Linked DNA regions of Macaca mulatta: all the other regions are linked to region 3. The links are chromatin contacts, called in public Hi-C maps. All regions are on one chromosome and are shown on one strand. Each heading gives the region's core, a stretch centred on a gene start, on an enhancer-like site or on the middle of the called end of the contact. The rest is flanking DNA. Distances are from core to core; before and after follow the strand shown.

Region 1 (4,109 bases), core at 650-3,149, 160 kb after region 3:
CTTCCCCCACCTTCACAAATCTACTCCTGGAATCTGAGACATAGGTCCTTTGTCTGAACAATGTGGGAGGAGTCTGTCTGCAGTACTGGTGTGCTGACAAGTGAAGAGGAGAATTAACTGAAAACTGTATAAACACAGAAGTTTCTTAATTACCTTAGTGTCCAATTTTTCTTCATCCTGCACACCGAACAGTTTCAAAAGACAGCCAGTGTGTCAGTGTGTCTTTCCGAGACTTGAAACGTATCGAGAGGAATACAGTAAGATCGGCGGCAGTGAGTTGGGCTGCTTTTCCAAAGCTGTTTCTGAACAGCGGAGGGGCAGGGGATGGCGGTGATACCGACCATTTGAACATCCCTTCCCTCCCCAGTGAGCTCTGTCTACAGGCCTCCATTTCTGTCCTTTTCTCCATCTGAACAAGTTCTTGTAAGGGAGGCTGAACGCTTTAAAAAGAAGACACTCGGCGGCGCAAACTTGCAATCTCGAAGGTTTCCGTACCCAAGAGCGAACCCACAACTCCTCGAGCCCGACCTTTTACCACCTCACTGAGGTTTCTGGTGCCACGCCAGCCTGGTGTTCCACGAATACAGCCCAAGTAACGTGAACACCACCGGACTGGGTCGCCCGAAAAACTTCACACTTTTTACCAGGCGAGACGAGCGAAAAAGCGTGGGTTTTCGCAAGGTGACCCATCTTCACATCTGGTCGACCCTCGGCTCCTCCCAGACCCCTTCGGGGTGGATCTGGGGGCCTCGCCGGGTTCGCCCTTTCCGTCCCATGCTCATTTCTCTCGTCTCCCCACCCACGCCCGGGGCCATGCCCAGCTGGACCTCCCCACCCCTGCACTCACCCTGGCGGCCGACGATCTCGGCGACGTGCTCGGAGCTGGGCACCGGGACGCACTCGGTGGTGTTGACGCTCTTTCTCCGGAGCAGGGCCGCCTGCTCCCCGTTCAGGGCGGCCGCCGCCGCCCCACAGCCGCCGGGGCCGTAGGCATGGGACAGCATCGCCGCCATCATGCCCTGGGCATCGTCCCCTCCGTACAGCACCCCCGCCGCCGCCGCCGCGGCCGCCGCCTCCCGGGCATCGAAGCCGGCGGCGGGCAGCAACACAGACCCCAGGGACCCGCCTGGGATCGGCTGGGTCTGAGAGGCGGTGGCCGCGGGCGGCGACAGCAGCAACAGCGACGACCGGTCTTCCTCCTCTGCTTCCTCCAGCTCCTCCTCCTCCAGCAGGTCTCCGTCCAGCTCTGCTTCCTCCCCCTCCTCCTCGTCCTCTTCCAGCTCCAGCTCGGCCGCCTCCGGGGCCCCGGGCCGGCCAGGCGGAGCCCGCTCCTCTGGAGACAGCCCCGCCGCCCGCCGGGCCTGGCCCTGCGCCGCCGCCGCCACGGCTCGAAGCGCCGGAGCACCGGGATCCGCCGGGCTGGGGTCGTCGAGGCCTAGCGCGGCCAGGCGCTCCCTCAGCAGGAGCCCGTCCCCCTCGAGCTCCGGGCCGCCCGAGGGCGGCGGCAGAGGCGGCGGCGGCGGCGGCGGCGGCGGGGGCGGCTGCGGCAGGGGCGCCGGGGCCGCCGCCAGGGCCAGGGCCGCGGAGCTGCCGCTCGGCATCGCGGCGGCGCGCTGTCAATGGCGGCGGCGGCGGCCGGGTCAGGCGCGGCAGGCGGCGAGCCCCATGGCGGACAGGGCCAGGGCCCTGCTCAGCGCGCAAACACCTTTCCTCTGGGGAGGCGGTGGGGCTGGGGACCCGGGCCGTGGAGCGCCAGGGCCGCCCGGAGACCGGAGAGGGCGGGGTGGAGGGGCAGGGGAAGGAGGCAAAGGTAGGTAACTAGGTGGGTGGGTGGGGACGGCGGCGGGGCGGGCTGGTGGAGGTGGCAGCGGCTCCCTCTCAGGGTTTCTTTTGTTTCATGGCCTTAACCAGCCCCCGGCGCGCGCGGCGGCGGCGGCGACGCCCCACGCCGCTCTCCGAATGAAGCCGGCGCGCTCTGATTGGGTGTTTTTAATCTCTGGGAGCCCGCCTTCTCCTCCCGCAGCCTTCCAACTCCTTTCCCCAGCCCCACCCCCCACCCTCCTTCGGGCCCCGCCCCTCCCCTCCCCAGAGCTCTCTGATTGGGTGACCGGGACCAGCCAGCTCCCGAAGCCCACTCCTTCCGTCCTCTCCCCGCCCACCTCCCTCTCCATTCCTCCCGGCACGCGCGGAGAGGGACTGTGATTGTTCACTTTACACGTCACTCTTTGTGACGTCTCCGGCGGGGGCGGGAAAAAGGAGGCGGATGAAGGCGCTGCTGCAGAGGCTGAAACTAAGGGCCAAGCTGGGTTTTGGCGCAGGCGCCTGCGGTCGAAGCGCACACCTGGATTTGTTTCCCCCAACCCTTTATCCCTATAGCCGGTCTGGCTGAGTTCTTTTAGGGAAGGCACTGTGTGAGCGGCCTGGAGCAGAGCTGCAGGCGCAGGTTCGAGGGCATTGTTTCCTCGGGTTGAGGATGAGATCGCCCCCTTCAGAGGAAGGGCCTTAAGAAGAGTCATGGAAGGAGGGGCCACGCAATATCCTCCTATCCCCTCGCGGGGGCGGTTTCCTGAGCCGCGTGGCTCCCGGGCCTTCCCTCTCGGACCCGGGAATGCTCCTCCCTCGTGGCCTGACGCTCCCAACGCCCCGTTGGCCCGGCTTTTCTGCCGGCAGGGTGGTTACATCAGCAGCCTGCAGGTGCTGAACTTTAGCTCTTTGGGGCTTTTTTTTTTTTTTTTTTTTTGAAACGGAGTCTAGCTCCGTCGCCCTGGCTGGAGTGTAGTGGCACGATCTTGGCTCAACGCAACCTCCGCCTCCCGGGCTCAAGAGCTTTCCCTTGCCGGGCGCGGTGGCTCACGCCTGTAATCCCAGCACTTTGGGAGGCTGAGGCGGGCGGATCACGAGGTCAGGTCAGGAGTCCGAGACCAGTCTGATCAACATGGTGAAACCCCGTCTCTTCTAAAAATACAAAAATTAGCCGGGCGTGGTGGCGCACCCCTGTAATCCCAACTACTCGGGAGGCAGAGGCAGGAGAATCGCTTGAACCCGGGAGGTGGAGGCTGCAGTGAGCCAAGATCACGCCACTGCACTCCAGCCTGGGCTACAGAGCGAGACTCCGTCTCAAAAAAAAAGTTTTTCCTGTCTCAGCCTCCCCAGTAGCTGGGATTACAGGCACGTGCCACCACGCCCAGGTAATTTTTGTATTTTTAGTAGAGACGGAGTTTCACCATGTTGGCCAGGCTGGTCTCGAACTCTGACTTCAAGTGATCCGCCCGCCTCGCCCTCCCACAGTGCTGGCATTAGAGGCGTGAACCACCTTGTCCAGCTCTTTGGTGCTTTTAAAGAAATGAATCCCCGTTTCCTCCTCCCTAGACACTCTTCCCACAGTATTGCTCAGGTGATCTCACTCTGTGGCTATCTTTTCTATAGGTTATTATTTTGTTGTTGTTGAGACAAGAGTCTCACTCTGTCGCCCAGGCTGGAGTGCAGTGACATGATCACGGCTCACTGCAGCCTCGACCTCCTAGGCTCAAGTGATTCTCCCGCCTCAGCCTCCCTAGTGCATCACCATACCTGGCGCGCATCACCATGCCTGGCTAATTTTATCTTTTGTAGAGACTGGGTTCTCACCCTGTTGCCCAGGCTGGTCTCAAACTCCTGGGCTCAAGCGATCCTCCCACCTGGGCCTCCCAAAGTGCTGGGATCACAGGGGTGAACCACCGCGCCTGGCCTCTAGGGGGTATTTTTAAATGGCTTGTTAAAAAGTATGCCTGTTAACTTTCCTTTATCTTAGGGCTGTGACCGGCCCATCTATCCCTTCAGTACTAAGTCCTGCCAGGTTAATCTTAGCCAGCAGCGTGGTCCTATATCTACAGATACAGTGTAACAATGTAATTGTAAAATTTCTAAATGACCCCTTTAAGGCAAGAAGAAACATAGTTTTAATAAATACACTTAGTTCAATATGTCCAAAATACTATTTCAACATGTAAGCAATATAAAATTACTGATAATGTTTTATAGTTCTTTTGCACTAAGCCTTTGAAACCAGGGTGTGTTTTATACTTCCAGCAGTTCTTTTCACACGAACCACATTTCAAGTACTACTAAGT
Region 2 (3,994 bases), core at 895-3,394, 150 kb before region 3:
GGGACTACAGGCGGCCACCACCACGCTCGGCTAATTTTTTGTATTTTTGGTAGAGACGGGGTTTCACCGTGTTAGCCAGGATATAGTTCTGTTTTCATTAGAAAGTCTTTGACCAATCACGGGAAGTGGCTAAGGGGAAATAAATTGTCAGAGCAGACCAGAAAACAGCAGTGTCTACCTCCTTGACAGTAGCAGGTATTTAATAAGGAATGAATTGACTTCAATTTAAGCAAAATAAATTCCCTCCATGATAGCTCTCTACAACCTTCAACCTGGGAGTATTTGAATGTAGAATAAACTGTCCTTAAATTTTTTAAATGGACAAACAATAATTGCATATAATTATGGTCGGGCGCGGATGATTCATGCCTGTAATCCCAGCACTTTGGGAGGCCGAAGCAGGCAGATGACTTGAGGCCAGGAGTTTGAGACCAGCCTGGGCAACATGGCGAGAAACCCCGTCGCTACTAAAAACAGAAAAATTAGCCGGGCATGGTGGCGGGTGCCTGTAATCCCAGCTACTTGGGAGGCTCAGTCAAAAGAATCGCTTGAACAAGCAAGGCAGAGGTTTCGGTGAGTCAAGATCACATCACTGCACTCTGCACTCTAGCCTGGGCGACAGAGCGAGACTCCATCTCAAAAGAAAAAAAAAAAGTATATACTTTTATGCAGTGGTGTACAATGTAATGTTTCAATACGTTGTGGAATGATCAAATTAGGCTAACATATCCATTACCTCACATACTTATTTATTTTTGGTGAGACTATTTAAAATCTACTCTTTTAGCCATTGTGAAATATACACTATGAACTCTAGTCACCACGCTGTGCGGTATTTCTAAAACTTACTCCTAACTAAAACGTTTTACCTTTTGACCAACATCTCCCCATTTCCCGTCCACCCTCCCCACCCCCACAACTGTCTTTCAAAGACAAAAGAATTTCACCTCGACTAATGAAGCGTTTATGTAGAAAGATACTTGAAATGTTTCGTTTCCTTCCTCCAACCTGCTGCATCTTGTAAGTTCCTGGCAAGCAGGGTTACTTTAGGTCATGCATATTTATAACTTCTCCACGCCTGCGGTGGTTATTATAGCAACCACACCTATGGGTTATCACCTAACTGGAGTTTCCGCCCCACCCTTCAATGTTCAGAGAGGGGCGGCTGCCCCAGATTTTACATAATTGTCAGAGTTTAGGAGGGAGAAATTCACTCTTCTCTACTTCCACTCCATCTTCTTAAACCTACATTTCCAACACTTTTCATTTTATTCTGCCTTGCCTCTTTTTTATATTTTACATCTTATTTTTGAAATTAACATTACCTTGCCTTGTTTTAAGAGTACACGAACTCATTACAGTAAAGAGTTTTGGGTGATAACATTTTCTGAATTAAGGGTGAAGAAATATCCTCCCATGTCACAACAGTTGCGGGGGCGGGGGTAGGGATGTAGGAAGGCACGGTCCCTGCTGCTTTCAAGGACAAGACAATTAAGTGTTCCGTTGCTTTTCTGAGGCAGAACATTGAACATCTATGTATGGTGACTGTGACAGTGAAGGTGATTGGTAAATTCCCCGCAGGCCAATAATCTTGCCAGCAGCCACAAGGAGTGGCAAAGAATTCTGCGGAAGAGCAAGTCCTCCGCACACAAAACAGCTCGGAAAGTGAAAGCGTCGCTGAAGTGCGGAAGCCTCGCATTTCCTGGGTGTTCTTCCTCCTTCCTTTGCAGTGTCCTGCCCTCCCGTCCTCCCCCTTCCTCTGTGGCTCAGGCAGCACGGACCCCAACTCCCAGCTTCCCTGGCCTCGGCGGGTTTGGAGACTAGGACCCCAGGGCCGGGAGTGCTGGGGGCGCGGTCGGCCAGCCCCGGCTTCCTTCAGGGAGCGGCGGAGCTCCTCCTCCTACTCTGCACTGCACTTCTCACACCCGCAGCATCGCGTTCACGAAGGCACCCGCCCCGCCTCAGAACCGTAACCTCCAAGAGCTGAGTTGAGGAAGGCGCTGAGGGCAGGAACCCCGGCGCCGCTCGCTAAGCCTCCAGACGGAGTCCGCCCCTCAGGCCGATTCCTGCCTCCCATTGGCCCGCGAACCCGTCCGTCTCCGCCGTGGGCCGCGCCTTCCGTGGGCCTTGCCTTCCTGGCCCCGCGCCTAGCCGGCTCCGCTCGCCCTCCTCTCACCCTGCAGCTCTTCGGGCTACCTCGGGGTGTGGGGCCGCCCGCGCCTGTGCGAGCCTGAGCTGGCGGCGGCTCCGGGAGGCTCGCAGAAGGGGAGGGCCGGGCGGCGCGGGAGCTGAGCATCGCCAGGGCGGGCGGCAGGGCGCAGCCTCTCCGCCGGCAGCACCACCTGTCGCGGCGCTAGACCTCTGGTAAGGCCCGGCGAGGTGGGGCCCGGGCGGGGGTCCGGGAGAGGAGCGCGCGCCGGCTTCCCTTGGCCCGGCCCCGAGAGCCCAGCGCTGCCGCGCCTCCGGCTTCCGTGCGTGCGGCCCCAGCCGGTCCCGGCCTGGCGGTGGGGGCTGGGGGAAGGGAAGCGGCCCGCGGAGTCCGCGCTGAGGGCGAGAGACCGGCTGCGTCGCGGCGACCCGGGTTCCAGCGACCGCGGCTCATCCCTGCGCGCGATTTCCAGGTTCCTCCGCACGCTGATGCCGGGGCGCCCCCGTCTCGCCCCGGAGCGAGGCCCTGGGCCTCCCAAACGCCAGCATCTCTTTCTCGCTCTTTCTGCACCCCTCCGCAGAAGGACTTTTGTGGCTGGAAACCCCTTTGGCAAGTCTATCTCTTTTATTCAGTCGGGCCGAGTTAACGGCAGGAGTTAGGCTGTGTGTGGCTCCTCCCTTTAAAAAAAAAGACTTGCTGCGGGCTGGAGAGTTATAAGATTGGACTGATTTCGTCTATTCTTATGAAATGCCATCTGTGGATCGGGATTGGCACGTGTTTCTTCCACGCTGGAGATAACTATCTCTGCATATGGTGTTATCTAGGTGGTCCTAGGTTTCGACTTTCTTTTTTGGTTCCAGAGATAATTCTAGAAAATTTATGTTGCTTGTGGTGAGAAGCGTGATCAAATTAACATGTGCTTTCTTACAAAAGGTTTTAACATCTTCTGTCTGTGGATTTACCTTCCTGATGCTTGTGGCTATCACCTCTAAGCAAAGCGGTTAATAGCATTGCTATTTCTGTTAGTGTTGCAGTTGATAACGATAACAATAGTAGCATGTGTTAATCGCTGGTGACAGGCAGAGCGCTAGTTTCTACACGGATTATCTCAAAATAACCCTTTTGAGGTTGATACTGTTACTGTCTCCAGTTTACAAACCAGGAAACTAAGGTTTATGTCGGTTGAGTAACTTGCCCAAGACCACAGTTTTAACGTGACAAAGCCTAGATTCAAACTCAAGTGGTATAACTTCATAGCTGCATCCTTCACCCCCACTCCCATAAACGTGCGTGTTCCTTAAGCATTGCTCATGTTGTTAAGCTAATTGCGATATTGTACCCATGATTTTGATTTTCAATTTGCAAATATTCTGTTAGATGAGAGAAACGGTTGTTTTTAAAAACATACATATAGGTCGTTCGCGGTGGCTCACGCCTGTAATCCAGCACTTTGGGAAGCCGACGTGGGTGGATCACCTGAGGGCAGCTAATTTTTGTAATTATAATAGAGACGGGGTTTCACCATATTGGCCAGGCTGGTCTCGAGTTCCTGACCTCAAGTGATCTACCCACCTTGACCTTCCAAAGTGCTGGGATTACAGGCGTGAGCGACTGCGCCTGGCTCCCAGTATGACTTTTATCGGGCATTAATAGCAAATGTTGGGCTATGCTTCTGTAGAAATATTCTCTTGAGAGTAATATATTTATGCTTAATAGCTATTCCTGAGAACTGCTTATGGGTGACACCCTTAGAGGGTGTTTGTATGTTTTTGTCTTAATATATTTATGAAAACAAAATATTCATAAAGGAAAAAACCCATTTACCATTTGGGATCTTAGTTTGTA
Region 3 (4,241 bases), core at 608-3,107:
ATTGCTGGGGAAGTACTGCATTGATCCAATGCACATTAGTAATGGGTGAGAATTTTGACTTTCTTTTTTAAGGTGGGAGGACAGTTTTGAAAGGGGATGCTGTGTCCTCAGCTCCTTTCTTAAGCTGGGCAATTTTCGAAAATAGAACATACAGCAGTGGAAGATGTGGAAATGAATTCCCTTAAAACTGGTCTTCATAAATCCCAGGAGTAAGAGAACACCAGTTTGGAGCTTAAGGAGCTTTCTGGTAAAAGAGGGAATGGCCCAGGCAGTGATGTGGAGGATAGAATGAAGCACTGAGTATGAGTGATGAAGGCGTGCGGTGGGTGTAGAGAGTTTCTGGGCGACGTGACTTAAGAAATGACTTTAGAACCGGCTAATCATTAGTTTTGGAGGGACTAAAGGTAGTTCCAAAGTAGTTCCTGGTTGGTGAAAATAAATCATTAATGTGTTTTAAATGAAAAAGAAATGCATACGTCTTGTAAAAAATATGAAATAAAAGAAGCATAAAGTCAAAAGCAGAGCCTGTGCCTTCCCCCACCAAACAGGTAACCTAGTTAACTGGTGTGTCGTAGGATTCGAAGTTCCCCTCCAGCAGAGAGTGCGCCTACATCGCTTCCAACAAAATCCACTCACACTTGCAACGCCTGGCAAGGCTCTTCAATATGTGATTCCTTGACTGTTCTGTGCGTCTCTCGAGTTCAAACACCTCTGGGGCTCGTGATTTGGGGCTGCCAGACAGGGAAGGAAGGTGCGGCCAGCGTCTGTTTCTTCCCTAAGTGAACTCCTACAACATAGCCACCTTCTCCCTAGAGCTGTCGACCGGTGGTTGAAGGCCAATTTTTGTGCCTACGCAGGTCCTCCACACAGAACAAAACAAATACACAACAAAAGCCGGGCTAATAGCTATTTATAAACACTTACTGGACGCCCACTCTACGCCGAGCTCTCCCGCGCTCCTTGGGAACTTTTTTGCCAAGAGATGCTAATTTTCCCGGCGACCACTCCCTCAAGCAGGCCTTCGCCTCTGCCCGCGCGGAGGCCCAGGCCCAGGCCCAGGCCGGGATTCAGAGCCGCCCCTCGGCTGGCGCTGCCCTGCAGGCGCCTGCGCAGAGCGACTCTCGCCGTCACTTGGGGCGGGAGGCGGCGACAGCCGGGAGAAAGGAAAGCTGCGGGGAAAAAGGGCCAAACCCTGAAATTACCCGGATGTGGTCCCCGCGCGCGCATGCTCAGTGTGTTCTCGACAAGTTGGCAGCAACAACACGGCCCTGGTCGTCGTCGCTGCTGCGGTAACGGAGCGGCTCGGGTGGCGGAGCCTGCGTTCGCGCCCTCCTGCTCTCCTCGGGAGGCCCTTCCCGCCCTCCCCTCGGCTCCGCGGCCGCCCAGGGGGTGGGAGCGGGTGAGGGGAGCCAGGCGCCCAGCGAGAGAGGCCCCCCGCCGCGGGGCGGCCCGGGAGCTCGAGGCGGTCCGGCCCGCGCGGGCAGCGGCGCGGCACTGAGGAGGGGCGGCCTGGCCGGGACGCCTCGGGGCGGGGGCCGAGGAGCTCTCCGGGCCGCCGGGGAAAGCGACGGGCCCGGCGCGTCCGCGGACCAGCAGCGGCGGGAGAGCGGACTCCCCTCGCCACCGCCCGATCCCAGGTAACCGCGCCATGTCCCCTCCCCTTCCCCCGGCCGGGCCCGCGCACCCCGCCCGCGGCTTCCCCACCCCGGGGCGGGCTCCCGACTGCTGCGGCGGCGGCGGGGAGCGCGCGGAATCCGCTGGGAGGGCGACCGCGGCCGCCTGACGAGCCGGGCCGGGCGGCGGTGCCTGGCCTCCGTCCGGCCCCCAGCTTCGTTTGCAGCTCGTGGGAGAATCAAGTTAAAGTCAGACGGGACTCCTGCCGCGGCCGCCGCTCCTCTTTGTTGTTCTCGAGTAGTTTCACGGTCGCCCCGGCTGAGCGCGTTGGGTCGGTTGGAATGTGTTGCCTTAGGGTCTAAATGAAAGTTGTAAATTGTTTGTCTTAATTTATTTTCTCCAGCCAATTTCGGTTTTCTCTTTGTCCCCTACTTTCTCTTCCTAGTCTTGTCATGCCAGTTTACGCTTCTGGCTTTGATATGTTTACTTTTTGAGTATTGAGAGTGACGGCGGTATGCAGGACACATTCTTAGCACCTAACTGAACCCCTCCTTGCCCCCAATAAAACATGCTTCCTATTAAAAGACATAGTTGATCTTACTGTTAGCACTACATGTACTGAGAGTGAAATTGGTGTAGGGTGGAGGGCGGTGGCTCCATCACTTGTCCCAAACTGCTGTTAGGATTTCTCAAACTGGATTTTCAAAGGGACAAGTGTGTAGTTAACGTGAAAAGTTTATTTGCTGGTGCAGAGGCTTTAAAAAGCCCTATTGAAGATTGATAGCTGTTTCCCCTCAAAAACCTAAGTACGTTTGTTTTTATTTAAAAAAAAACCATTTTATTATGCATTATAATTTGGAAACTATTATTTCCAAATTAGTTTCTTAATGCATTTAGTTTTTGCACCGTAGTTTAAGATGGAATTGCCAGTTATTTAGGAATAATAAATACAACAGGATAATAGGGGAATTATCCTGAAATTGCCTTTCTGCAAACATATGGTCTTAGCTAATTTTTGTTAATAACCTTTGACTTTTGCCAGAATTAGCATCCTTTTAGTCTTAGTAGCAGCTTGGTTACTCGGGTGTTTAAGTAGTAGGTTCACTACTTTCTGCTGGCAAAAACCATTTAGTCTCTAAAAAAAAAAAAATGAAATGCATAATTTCGTAATTAGATTTAGATCATGGCATTTGAATAGTTTTTATGATGGATTTCATAAATTGCTTTTGCCATACCCTGCGGAGACTAAATATATACATTTCAGTTGAAATATAGGAAGTTCTAAAATGTACCTTTTTTTTTTTGATGCTGAGGACTTTATATTGGAAAGTTCTGATATGATTAATACATAATATTCCAAACTGTAAAATGATTAACATTTAAAAATACAGTTTTTTAAATTAGTGTTTCTTCCATAATGCTGTCATGATTTTGTTTACTTAAATGGGTTTGTTACAGAACAAATGTAATAGAGATAGATAGGCCAAGCATTTATAATTTGGAGTAGCTTTAGATCTAAAGATAGTGGTGAATTATGTAGGTTTTAAGTTGTTGGAATTAAAACTAAAAGCTTCTTTAGATAAAAATTGTTGTAACATTTTGTGACTATTAATAGAAGTGGCTTTTTCTTTGCTTTCCAGGTTTTTGGGTGAGTTTTAAAGAATTATTGCATCTTAGATTTTTATTTTTGAGGTGAGAGTGTATGTCTGTTTAGGTAACTGCCTTCAGTGTAAATCTTGAGTTTAGAAAAAACCAAACTGCAAATGTTTTTCAGACTTAATGAAAATTTGTACTGAGAAAGTCACTTTGAAATATTTTGGAGTAAGTTGGCTGGGCGGGGTGGCTCACGCCTGTAATCACAGCACTTTGGGAGGCCGAGGCTGGCGGATCACGAGGTCAGGAGATCGAGACCATACTGGCTAACACGGCGAAATTCAGTCTCTACTAAAAATGCAAAAAATTAGTCGGGCCTGGTGGCGGGCGCCTGTGGTCCCAGCCGCTTGGGAGGCAGAGGCAGGAGAATGGCGTGAACCGGGGAGGCGGAGCTTACAGTGAGCAGAGGTCGCGCCACTGCACTCCAGCCCTGGCGACAGAGTGAGACTCCGTTTAAAAAAAAAAAAAAAATTGGAATAAGTTTTACGTGAATGATTTTTAAAAGCCTGTGCTTCACTTTCTTAAGCTACATTTTAGTCGAGTGATTGTGTGTGAATTCTTTTTCTGTATTCCCCTTCAGTTTTTCTTTCCCCCCCAAATTAAGGAGCAAGAATTAACCTAATTTACGCTGCCCAGTTACACTCCAGCTCTCTCACTTGGAAGCAGTTTTTTTCTGATTGAGCCAGTGTTATAGTAACATCATTAGGCACTATTCTAATTGAGGTGTGAATTACTGAGGCCTCTACTAGGGAGGTTAACCCTACAGAATCTGCAGGGTTCATTATATTTAAATTGCATATTTAGGCTTGTCTAAATTTTTGCCTGTTTTGGTGAAAACATGTTGTTCTGCCGATGTTTAAACTTGCTTCATTTTATCCCTCTCTAGTTCATGACTAACCATTTTTTTCATTTTTAATTCAGTGATTTTTTTTTAGAGTGACTGGTTCTTTAAGCATCTTGTATTAGCCATTTCA

Evidence for each region. A called contact is a pair of places that touch in the nucleus more often than the background predicts.
Region 1: a contact with region 3 is called in a Hi-C map of blood, with 4 times the contacts expected there. The contact joins the promoter of MEX3C here to the promoter of LOC106994516 in region 3. A contact is called at or near these places in 2 of 14 Hi-C or Micro-C datasets (blood and fetal cortex germinal zone).
Region 2: a Hi-C map of liver shows a contact between it and region 3, with 2.8 times the contacts expected there. The contact joins the promoter of ME2 here to the promoter of LOC106994516 in region 3. A contact is called at or near these places in 3 of 14 Hi-C or Micro-C datasets (fetal cortex germinal zone, fetal cortical plate and liver).

The regions. Positions count from the first base shown.
Region 1 is chr18:41,103,736-41,107,844 of T2T-MMU8v2.0, reverse strand. MEX3C (mex-3 RNA binding family member C) reads right to left here and starts at 1,899. Exons shown (of 2, transcript XM_015121992.3): 1 at 848-1,899. The coding sequence starts at 1,601.
Region 2 is chr18:41,417,518-41,421,511 of T2T-MMU8v2.0, reverse strand. ME2 (malic enzyme 2) reads left to right here and starts at 2,144. Exons shown (of 16, transcript XM_015121988.3): 1 at 2,144-2,364.
Region 3 is chr18:41,267,152-41,271,392 of T2T-MMU8v2.0, reverse strand. It overlaps LOC106994516, which reads right to left and starts at 1,857. Exons shown (of 2, transcript XM_077975417.1): 1 at 1,203-1,857. The coding sequence starts at 1,650. It overlaps SMAD4 (SMAD family member 4), which reads left to right and starts at 1,242. Exons shown (of 12, transcript NM_001261090.1): 1 at 1,242-1,637.